Linked DNA regions of Mus musculus: all the other regions are linked to region 1. Evidence: chromatin contacts called from public HiChIP or PLAC-seq and Micro-C data. All regions are on one chromosome and are shown on one strand. Each heading gives the region's core, a stretch centred on a gene start, on an enhancer-like site or on the middle of the called end of the contact. The rest is flanking DNA. Distances are from core to core; before and after follow the strand shown. Region 1 has its middle 8.9 kb from the start of Gm38722. Region 2 overlaps Cux1 (cut-like homeobox 1). Region 3 overlaps Col26a1 (collagen, type XXVI, alpha 1).

Region 1 (3,465 bases), core at 636-3,135:
GGTTTAGGCAGAGCTGGATGGAGCCAAGGGCTTCTGAGTGGTAGGCACGCACTCCACCAGCTGAGCCTCCAAGGAACTTTTTGGCTACTCAAAACAGAGTGCAAGGCTGCATGCCTATGATCCTGGTTTTAGGTGGAGGCATGAGGATCAGGAGTTCAAGGGCATCCTTGGCCTTGTAGTGAGTTTGAGGCCAGCTTGGGCTACAGGAGACCTTCTAAGACAGAGGAAGGGAGGGAAGAAGGAGGGAGGGAGGGAGGGAAGAAGGAGGGAGGGAGGGAAGAAGAATATATTGGACACAGCGGTACCTCCCTGTGATCCTAGCACTCAAGAGGCAGAGAGACAAAAGGATATGGATGGTTCAAGGCCAGCCTCAGCTACAAATAAGATTCTGTCTTTAGGATTGGATGTGAGGAGATCTGCCCCAAGGGATGGAAGGAAGGCTTGTCAAGCAGAACTGGGGAAATGTCTGAGCCTGGAAAGGTCAGGCCCTACAGGGAACTCCTGGTGACCTGTCAAGTGACCTCATAAGCTGCCTTCTATTCTTAATTTTTTTTATTGCATTTATTTACTTATTTTGTATGTGAGGACACCCATGGCACAAGTTTTGACAGCCAGAGGACAACCTGAAGAAGTTGGTTCTCTCCTCTCTCCTGTGGGTCCTGGAGAGCCAACCCAGGTCTTCACGTGTAGCAGAAAGTGCCTTTAGTAACTGAGCCATCTCCATAATCCTAAACTGCTTTCGAAACAGTGCTTGTACCCATAGACTAAGCTGAGCGGTGGTGGCAGACACCTTTAGTCCTAGCACTCGGGAGGCAGAGTCAGGCAGAGCTCTGAGTTCAAGGACAGCCTAGTCTACAGAGTGAGTTCCAGAACAGCCAGGGCTACACAGAGAAACCTTGTTTTGGGGGGACACACACAGACTAAGGAAGCCCTCAGCTTTGACCAGAGAAGGGCTTCTTGAATGGGCAGTGCTTGGGGGGGGGGGGAACTCAGCTGGTCCAAGGGGTGAGAACAGGTGGCTGCTGAATGCCCGGTCCCACCCAGCACGTTGTGTCACCATTCCAAGGCCCAGGGAACATCTGGAAAGAGGGAAGGGAGGAGCAGAATGGGGGTGAAGCATGTGGTGGGCTGTCAATGACTCTTGGTGTCATGAACACCTGGCTGTGACTGCTTACGGGGTGGGGGTATAAGAGAGGGGCATGAAGGTAGGAGAGAGGGGGAACGGGAAAGCAGGCTGTTGCAGAGGAAAGGGTAGTAAGGCGTTGGCTGATCACAGTGTCTTATGAAGCTGCCAAAAGGAAAAACATTTCCGAAAAGCCACTTCTGTTTTATCAGGAAAAAAGTTTCCCCCTTTTTCCTTGGACATGCTATCTTTTAAAGATTTTTTTAAAGTGACATCGTAATTCGTCACATGAACGGATTGGTGAATTTAACGTTAACTCCCATTCATATACTGCTGAAAATGTATCTTAGAAGGCAGACTTGCAATCCCAGCACTTGGGAGACTGAAGAAGGAAGGTGAAGTGTTCAAGGCCAGCCTCAGCTACATAAAAAGCCTGGGCTACATGAGGGTGAGGGGAAGGAGGAGGGGTAAAGAGAGAAAGATTGGGAAACTGAGGCTAAGGTGGTAGCTTTCCTTTCGGGTCATCAAGGCTCTTCGTGCGCCTGACAGGGGGCGCTCTTCCCCAACTCCCTAGCCTCCTCAGCCCGCGCCAGTCAGGGTCCCCCTAAGAAAACCTTGGAGCGATTTTCCTTTTGCGCGAACTCAGCGCCTCCTTCCAACCGCGAGGTCTCAAAGGTGAGCCTCGCACAAATGCCTTGCAGATGTTTCTCCTTCCAGATCGGCTACCGCGGCGCTGCGCGGCGCAGCTCCAGCAGCCGCGCGATCCTGCAGCGATCCGGACCGCATTTTCCTTTCCACCCTCCAACTTTTGCAAGCTGTAGTTATTTGATAATGATTTTTTTTTCAACCTCTCCCAATAATTGTTATCCTCCCCGCCCGGTACAGCTCAGGTGATGGGTGCAGACGGTAGACGCCTCCTCCTCTTCTCTGGCGCGCAGCCCGAGGCCCTGGAGTAAGGAGCCACAACCCAGCCAGCAGAGAAAGCCAAGGTTAAGCGCCCCGGGAGGACCCCAAACGGCCCCCCACGATGCTTTTCTTTGCACCCAATACCCTCCTGAAGCCAGGCCACCTCTCCCTAAGCCTACTCCGAGGTTGTGACTATCTTAGCTGGATGGGTGCCGCAGGCACATGGTTCTGCGGAATCCAACCCTTGGAGTATTGATTGAGGACCTACGGCATTCCCAAGTCCTGAGCAATGAGTTGACTCCCAAAAGCAATCCAGAATGATCCCTGCCTTTGGGGATGCCGGTTCATGAGAAAATCGGGGCTACCATCCTCACCTGGAAAGATGACAAGGCTTTCCCACAAGAGAAAAAGCTTCTCTTGCTCCCTAACTTTCCTTAGCTCCCATGGCCTCTGCAAAGGATCAAGGTCGGCCTGGATGAAAGCTTCCTTAATAAAAAAGGCTCCTCGGCCCGGCATGGTGGCACACGCCTTTAATCCTAGCACTCAGGAGGCAGAGGCAGGTGGATTTCTGAGTTTGAGGCCAGTCTGGTCTACAAAGTGAGTCCCAGGACAGCCAGGGCAATACAGAGAAACCCTGTCTCAAAAAAAAAAAAAAAAAAAAAAAAAAAAAAAAAAAAAAAGGCTCCTCTAAACACGTGGCAGAAAACAAGACCACCAAGGTGGGGCTGGATAGGTCCAAGCTCCCGAGATGAGAGTGGGACCATCCAGTAGAACTCCTATCTCCCCTCAAGACTGTGTATCTGGTCTGTTTAAGGCAAGGTTCACTCTGAAGCCCAGGCTGACCCCTGTCAGCCTGTCAGTTACATGTGTGTACCAGAAGATCATGCTCCTGGGTTTATTACTGTTTTGCTGTTGTTGTTTCTTTTCTGGTTAGAGGGTTCTTAAAATTTATTTGTTCATTTTGAGGGTTTAAAAACAAACAAACAAACAAGCAAAACAAACAAAAACAAAAGAGAAAGAAAAGAAAAGAAGAGAAAAGAAAAGATCACTTTAAGGGAGTAGGGGTAGGGAAAGCTTATGCCAAAGCCGGCCTGTGGAGGTCAGAGGACAAACTCTAGGAGTCAGTTCTTTCCTTCAACCACGTGGGTTCCTGGGATTAAACTTGAGTCGGCAGGTTTGGTGGCAAGCTCCTTTACCCACTGAACCATCCCACCAGCCCTTTGCATGTATGTTTGAAGGGGAAGAGAGCCCTGTGCTGAAAGGAAAAAATGTCTCAACCTCAGCTTGGTTGCATTGCCTAGACAGTCCAGAAAGTTCTGCTAAGCCTAAATGAATTGTAAGTTTGTAAGTAAATGGGGTGGAATTTATTAAGTCCATAGCCAGCAGCAGGGACTTAATGGGGGGAAAACTGAAAGATTAAACAGTTCTACAGGGTA
Region 2 (3,465 bases), core at 584-3,083, 180 kb after region 1:
ATGAGTGTGTGCTCTGTACAAGGCTAGAGGAGGGTGCCAGGGGTTCTGCTCTACCACTTTCTGCCTTATCCCATTGAGACTGTGTCTCTTACTGAACCTAGAGCTAGGCTGGCAGCCAGCAAGCCCCAATCATCTTCCTGTCTCTGTCCCTCACAGCATTGGAATTGCAGATGTGTACAAGGCCACACCTGGCCTTGGGCACTAGGGATCCAAACTCAGCTCCTCATGCTTTTGCAGCAAGTGCTCCTACCCACTAATCTGTCCCCCATCCTAGTACCGTGTGATCATATAATGATCTTTGAGTCTAGCTTCCCCCTCCCCGTAGTGGTGCCATCTTTGAGACCCAACATGAAATGACATGTTTGAGAGCATTCAGTTTGCAAGTCATATAGCTCAGCAGGCTTATTCCTACCCAGGGCAGACTGAAATATTTGTATTTGGGTTTCAAATGTGTTCTGTGATGTGTATGCAACAGATCGGCCCTCTTAATTGCTGTGCTTGTTAACATTCAAATGAGGTTTCAATCTGGAGCCAGAATTGAATGACAGTTGCAGAAAGTGGCCCAGAATCTCACTGAGTGATGTGGGGCAGGCAGCCGAGGTAGAAAACTCAAGACAGACCATTCTCAGAGAAGTCGGCAGACTTGACTTTGAATACTTCCCTGACAGACACTTGCTTTAGACAGAGCTTCATGCCAGGTGTCATATGTAGGCTGCTCAGACCCCACAAAGGCAGCCTCGGGTAGCAGCAAGGGGCCATGCCCCCAGCATGGCAGAATCAGCCTCTGAGAGTAAACAGACTCCAGTCTTTTGTCTTTGCTTTGCCAGTTCCTAGCCAGGACCAACCATCCTGAGGTCAGCTGACTTCCTTGGAGTGTAGAGTTGCCTGGGCTGTCTGGGGGACTTCGGGTGGGATTTCTGCCAATTTTGCCTACAGTCGAAGGAAAGTATAATGGGCAGTTTGTCTTAAGCACCTACTTTGTGTCTGGCTGATCCCTGCTAAGGATATCAGTGACCGCCCAGGCTAGACACTTCTCTACTATGTGTCTGAGGACACTAAGGTCAGACAGCCACTGTCCTCACAAGCCTGTAACAAACCTAATCCGAGTCTGAGTTCACTGACCCCAAGCGTCACACGCCTGTCACCATGCCTGACTGCCCTTCAGCTGGCTGTGTTATTCAGTTCTGTATTTGCCAACAGCTTGCCTAGGTAGAGTTGGCTTGCTATTGCAAGCAAGGCAGAGACTAGCAGTGGTGGGAAAGAAAAGGAAATAAAATCAAGGTGGTACACACCTTTAATCCCAGAAGCAGAGGCAGCAGATCTCTGTAAGTTTGAGGCCAGCCTGGTCTACAGAGCAAATTCCAGGACAGCCAAGTCTACACAGAGAAACCCTGCCTCAGGAAAAAAAGAAAAAGAAAGAAAGAAAGAAAGAAAGGAAGGAAGGAAGGAAGGAAGGAAGGAAGGAAGGAAGGAAGGAAGGAAGGAAGGAAGAAAGACACCAAAACTAACAAATATATAAATAATAAATGAACCAAGGACTAACAGGCAGACCCCAAACTGGGCAACTATTCAAAGTATATCTCTGACCCTATACTGAAAGATGAGTCATAGACTTGACCATAAGCTTCCCAGAAATGAAGTAGATGACATTCACGGTCCATGAGCTAAACACACGGTGTGAAATGAGAAGAAGCGTGGCTCCTATGAGCAGAGCAGGAAATTTACCCCGGTTGCCCAAAGGGGCCTGCAGCTCAGTGCTGGCTATACATTTTTGCCAGCTGCTTACCATGGTGTGTATTTATCTTGTAGGTTAATAGAAATACCGTTCTTTTATCTGCAAGAGGAGGAAGAGAAACCTCCCAGGCTTTAGATTGTTCAGTGAGGTTGACTGCTGTCTTCAGTCAGGGCAAACATGGCAGGCAAAGCCCTCCCGGTTGTTAAAATTAGAGTAAAACTCTCTGTCCCTCTTATACCTGCTTGATTCCTTGCTTTGGGGCACATGTTGTTTGTAGACAAAGTAGTCTTAAGAATTTTTTTTTTTTTTTTTTGGCCTGCTGGCTTGAAGGGATTTCTGGGTGGGAACAGGTATCTAACAGGCCTGGAACCCATTGAATACCCTGATTCTGGGATGGGTATTATAATTGTTTATGGTGTCCAGTGTGCCTTCATCATCTCTGTCCAATATATTCCTATGCTTGGTTCAGCCAGGAGGGAGAAGGATGTGTCACTCCTTATACTTTAAGTTTTGGTTCCAGCATTTTTTAAAGGTCTTAGGAATCTAAAACAAGACTTAGCATATATGCTATACTGCTGAGCCATACCCACTAGCCCCTCCCTGGGTGATTGTAGGCAGGTGCTCTACCTCTGAGCCACACCCTAAACCTTTTATGGCTTTAAGGTTCTGCCATTTTTAAAGTTCTGCCTTTTATTTTTGGCTTCTTTCCTTGACTTTAAAAGTGATGCTTGTGTTCCAGGGACTACTTTTCAGGCAACCGAAGTCTGCAGTTGTACATTCTGCTCCGTTTTGGGGAGAGAAGCAGCAAGTCATATCACTTGACTCTCACCCCGGCATGAATCCCTCCTTCCGTGCAATTTAGCCATGGTAGGCACACTTTCTCGGGTGGAAGACACACCCCTTTGGGTTCTTTTTGTTTCTTGAACTGGTTGATCTCTTTGCCATCAGCTCTCAATGCCACTGACTCAACCAGGTATGGTGGCATAGACCGATCAGTTGAGGTGCTCATTTCAAACGTTAGCCATCTGACCCACAAAGGACAAGTGGCTAGCCCTGAAAGACTAGAGTCAGCACACTCTTATCTAACCCACATCACTGAGTTTCATCGTCTCCCATCCTTACAGATTGTTAGGAAATGAAATCCCTCTTTGAATTCCCCAAACTACTGATGAAATCTGAAGTGTCGTGAAATGACGAAAGAAGCAAGAAGCTAGGAAGTAAGGTCTTTGAATCCTGGCTTTCAGGAAACGAATGAGTAGGAAATCTAATTCAGGCAGCCTCGGGAAACATCCCACGTTAGGAGATGAAAGCTCACTAAACTGGGATCTAATTCTATAACCTAAATATAGATGGAGATATATTACAGGTTGGCCGTTTCCACCAGGCACAGTGTCACGAAGTCTAAGTAAAGTTCCTTTTGTGTTACAGAGAGGAGAGAAGCTTATGGTGGTGACAGGTAACAGGGACAGAGAGAGCTTGGGCTCTCTTTATTCCTTAAGTTTTATAGTAAGAGTAAATTTGTGGAGTCCAGCATGGTTGTTCATGTCTGTACTCCCAGCAATCAAAATGCCAAGGTAGGAGGATAGTCATGAGTTGAAGGCCATCCTTGGCTACAAAGTAAGATATGTCTCACAATGTAAAAACAAAACAGTATGGTAGGCACCATCTAATACTAGGACTCAGAGCCATCGTTTTGTACCAATGGCCCTTTGGTTTTTTTTTTGGATGTG
Region 3 (3,465 bases), core at 452-2,951, 130 kb before region 1:
TGTCCCCCCTAGATATTTTGATAAATTCACAAGTTTGCATCATGTGTCCTCTACCTTATTCCCTGAAACAGGGTCTCTCACTGACCCTGGAGCTAGGCTGGAGGCTAGCAACCCCTCACGATCCCTCTTTCTCTGCCACCCCGCTCCAACAGTGCTGCATTATAAGTGCAAGCAGCCATGCCTGGCTGTACGTGTCATTCCCAACTTAAATCAAAGCATGTGAACGAACAAGTTAGAGATAGCAACTAAAACTCAGACACTTTAGGTAAGTGCCTGGAGGTCCTGGGAATATGATCTAGTCCCCTCTTTCTCCTCTCCTGATGAACCCCAGGATTCACCTCTAGAGTTCACACATATGCCCCTGATCCCAGGCCCCAAATCTCCTGTGTTACATAGTCTCAAAACTCATTGATGCTCTTGATTGGAACTTTATCAGAGAAAGTGAAGTTCCAGGCATGGCCAGCAGGTGGCAGACACACCCCGCTAATGGTGACTCCTGCGTTTTCCTGCCTCCTTGAGTGAGATTTTCCAGCAAGAGGTTCTTTAGAGACTCTCTCACAGACCAGAGTCAAATGCAATTTTAAATGCTGTGCTCCATACACGGCCCTCAGCTGACTCAGAAGTAAGACAAAGTATGTCACCCAAGCTAGCCTTGAACTTTTGATTCTTCTGCCTCAGCCTCTTCAGTGCTGGGATAACTGGGCCTGCTCCGTGGTGGCACACTCAGGCCTCCAGAATATTTCAAGAGATAGTGATTCAAGAGGGAAGGCCTGGCCCTGCAGACCCTCAGGGAAGGTTGGGCTCAGCTGCCACAACTGCAGTTCTGGACCCTGAGCAAGAAGACAGCAGGAAGAAAGGATGTTGAGAAAACAAGCTACAGTTTGACTCTGTGGCTGGCAGTGGAAGACCATGCTTCTCAGCTGCTCAGTTTACCCAAAAGGGGAAAACAAACTCAGTCATTGGGATCACAGACAGGGAAAGGCAACTTCTCAACTCTCATGACCAGTATACCCGGGTGCTGGGGGCGTGGCTCAGTGGTAGAGCCCCTGCCTAGAATCCCCCAGGGAGGGGCTGGGGGCGTGGCTCTTGGTAGAACCCCTGCCTAGAATCCCCCAGTGAGGAGCTGGGGTGTGGCTCAGTGGTAGAGCCCCTGCCTAGAATCCCCCAGTGAGGGGCTGGGGGCGTGGCTCAGTGGTAGAGCCCCTGCCTAGAATCCCCCAGGGAGGGACTGGGGGCGTGGCTCAGTGGTAGAGCCCCTGCCTATCACTCATCTGAGCACACAACCCATGTGACCAGAACTGGAGCCTCTATGGCATCTGAGTCCACAGTGTTCTCCCATAATTCTCTCCTCAGGACCTCCAGGACAGATGGGACCACCTGGACCTGCAGGACCTCCAGGTTCCAAAGGTGAACAGGGCCAGACAGGAGAGAAGGGCCCAGTGGGACCTCCAGGTAAGGAGCCCTGTCCCCTGGAGTGGAGACAGGAGTTTGCTTTGTACCTGGGCATGGGTGGCATTTTGTGTACCTTAATCTTGCTTGTTACCCCAAATTTATTACTTCCTTCTCACCTTTCTCCTCTCCCCAATCTCAGAGGTGCTGCAGGACAAGAGTCTACTGGGACCCTTGGGGTGGGGATGGCGCTGCTAAGGCCCAGGGTTTGTTCCAAGCACCTGAAACCCCATGCAGGAATCCCATGATCCCCTGCGCGCTGCAGAGCTCCAATGCCTGCTCAGGGCTGGCTCACGCTCTGTCCTTGCTCCAGAGTTAAACTACTCCCGAGTCCCAAGACATCTGGCTGGAGCCTGTGCCGATCCCACTCCTAACTCTGTCATGTCCACCCTCTGCTGTCCCTGTGCCAGAAAGAGGAAGATGTCCCACTGACCTCCCAGGAGGACTGTGGGCCCGGAGACTTGTCACTGACTGGACAAATGTCCTTGGCCACTCCTCTTCAGGGCCATAGTTCCCTTGTCTGTAACATCGCAGCCGCTGGTCTCACCTAAAGCCTCTGCTCTTCATTGTAGGTCTCTTGGGACCACCGGGGCCACGCGGGCTCCCTGGAGAGATGGGGCGCCCTGGTCCACCAGGCCCTCCTGGCCCAGCAGGAAGTCCTGGCCTCTTGCCAAACACTCCCCAAGGCGTCCTGTATTCCCTGCAGACACCAACAGACAAGGAGAGTGAGTGCTGGGTCAGGTCGGGGGTGGGTGAGCCAAACTGTCTGTTGAGGGAAACTAGCTTTCGCTAAGGATCCCAGAGAAGCTAAGAGTCGCTAATATCAGGGATCATCCAGGACAGGAGGCCTGGTCGCTCCATGGAGACCGCCTCCAAGCCTGCTCTTGGCCCCAGGCTTAGCTCACCAGGTCTGATGGTTCCCGGCTCCGCCTGCAGCTGGCGAGGCTCCCCCACCAGGAGCACCCCTGAAACATTTTCTTCCCTGTGGTCTCTCACTGTAAGATACTAACAGGTGTTTACTGACACAAAAGTGGCAGAGACCTGCTTGTTCTCAGGGACCACAGTGTGACCTGTGTGAGTCGCAGACCACATAAAACACCTGCTTTGTGGGGGCGCAGAGCATGGGGTCAGAGACTCTGGGTCTCAGGGACCAGAGGGAGGCAGAGGAGAGCAGTTGAAGGAGGAGCAGGTCTGGCTAAGTGCTTAACCCTGATCTTAACCTCACCTTAACCCTAGCCCTGGGGTGATTTAAAAACCTTGGAGGAGCTGGGCTTGGGAGGCTGACACAGTAGACTCAGTGCTAGCTTTAAGTTAGTCTGGGATATCCAGCAAACTCAAGACCTGTCTCAGCTACACAAGGAAACCCTGTCTCAAGAGGGAAAAAAAAAAGCATATTAAAAAAAAAAAAAAGTAGGTCTGGGGCACATGGCTCAGTGGTAGAGGCCCTGCCTAGAGTCCCACAGTGAGAGCCTGGGGGCGTGGTTCAGTGGTAGAGGCCCTGCCGAGAATCCCCCAGGGAGGGGCTGGGGGCGTGGCTCAGTGGTAGAGGCCCTGCCTAGAGTCCCACAGTGAGAGCCTGGGGGCGTGGCTCAGTGGTAGAGCCCCTGCCGAGAATCCCCCAGGGAGGGGCTGGGGGCGTGGCTCAGTGGTAGAGCCCCTGCCTAGAATTCCCCAGGGAGGAGCTGGGGGCGTGACTCAGTGGTAGAATACTTACATAGTACATAGTACATTATGAGCCTTGGGGTTCAATCTCCAATACCTCAAAAATAAATTGCATCAAAAAAGAAGAGTACACTAAAGTAAATTTGTTGTATTTATTTATTGATAGGGACATGCCAGAGTTTAGGTGTAGAGGTCAGAGTGGGAGTGTTTTCTCCTTCTACCATGTGGGTTCTGGGGATCAAACTCTAGTCATCAGCCTTGGTAGCAAGTGCCTTTACCCTCTGAGCCATCTTGCCAGCCCCCAAAAATAAAATCTTGAAGAAGAGGATGGGTTGGTGACATGATTGACAGTAT

The links. A called contact is a pair of places that touch in the nucleus more often than the background predicts. HiChIP or PLAC-seq counts read pairs in DNA pulled down with a chosen protein or histone mark.
Region 2: a contact with region 1 is called in an H3K27ac HiChIP or PLAC-seq map of double positive thymocytes, with 3 times the contacts expected there. The contact joins two enhancer-like sites. A contact is called at or near these places in 1 of 39 promoter capture datasets (cranial neural crest), 1 of 15 datasets of contacts at CTCF or cohesin (large pre-B cells), 6 of 484 Hi-C or Micro-C datasets (the AML12 cell line, the HPC-7 cell line, LSK cells and 3 more) and 6 of 115 datasets of contacts at active chromatin or transcription factors (bone marrow-derived macrophages, double positive thymocytes, embryonic stem cells and 2 more).
Region 3: a Micro-C map of embryonic stem cells shows a contact between it and region 1, with 2.9 times the contacts expected there. The contact joins two enhancer-like sites. A contact is called at or near these places in 2 of 15 datasets of contacts at CTCF or cohesin (embryonic stem cells and large pre-B cells), 11 of 484 Hi-C or Micro-C datasets (cortical neurons, embryonic stem cells, large pre-B cells and 3 more), 1 of 115 datasets of contacts at active chromatin or transcription factors (embryonic stem cells) and 2 of 9 other capture datasets (embryonic stem cells and pancreatic islet).

The regions. Positions count from the first base shown.
Region 1 is chr5:136,621,676-136,625,140 of GRCm38.p6, reverse strand. No RefSeq gene overlaps it. Among named protein-coding and RNA genes, the nearest start is that of Gm38722, 8.9 kb to the left of the region's middle. Within about 2 kb of position 1,885, at least 141 of the 459 cell types and tissues checked have an H3K27ac peak or open chromatin away from gene starts, as enhancers often do. A contact at or near this core is called in bone marrow-derived macrophages and double positive thymocytes, where this site is marked.
Region 2 is chr5:136,440,014-136,443,478 of GRCm38.p6, reverse strand. The region is part of intron 2 of Cux1 (cut-like homeobox 1); the gene reads left to right. Among named protein-coding and RNA genes, the nearest start is that of Gm16599, 49 kb to the right of the region's middle. Within about 2 kb of position 1,833, at least 43 of the 459 cell types and tissues checked have an H3K27ac peak or open chromatin away from gene starts, as enhancers often do. A contact at or near this core is called in bone marrow-derived macrophages and double positive thymocytes, where this site is marked.
Region 3 is chr5:136,752,902-136,756,366 of GRCm38.p6, reverse strand. Col26a1 (collagen, type XXVI, alpha 1) reads left to right here. Exons shown (of 13, transcript NM_001346699.1): 6 at 1,354-1,452; 7 at 2,022-2,174. Among named protein-coding and RNA genes, the nearest start is that of Myl10, 61 kb to the right of the region's middle. Within about 2 kb of position 1,701, at least 22 of the 459 cell types and tissues checked have an H3K27ac peak or open chromatin away from gene starts, as enhancers often do.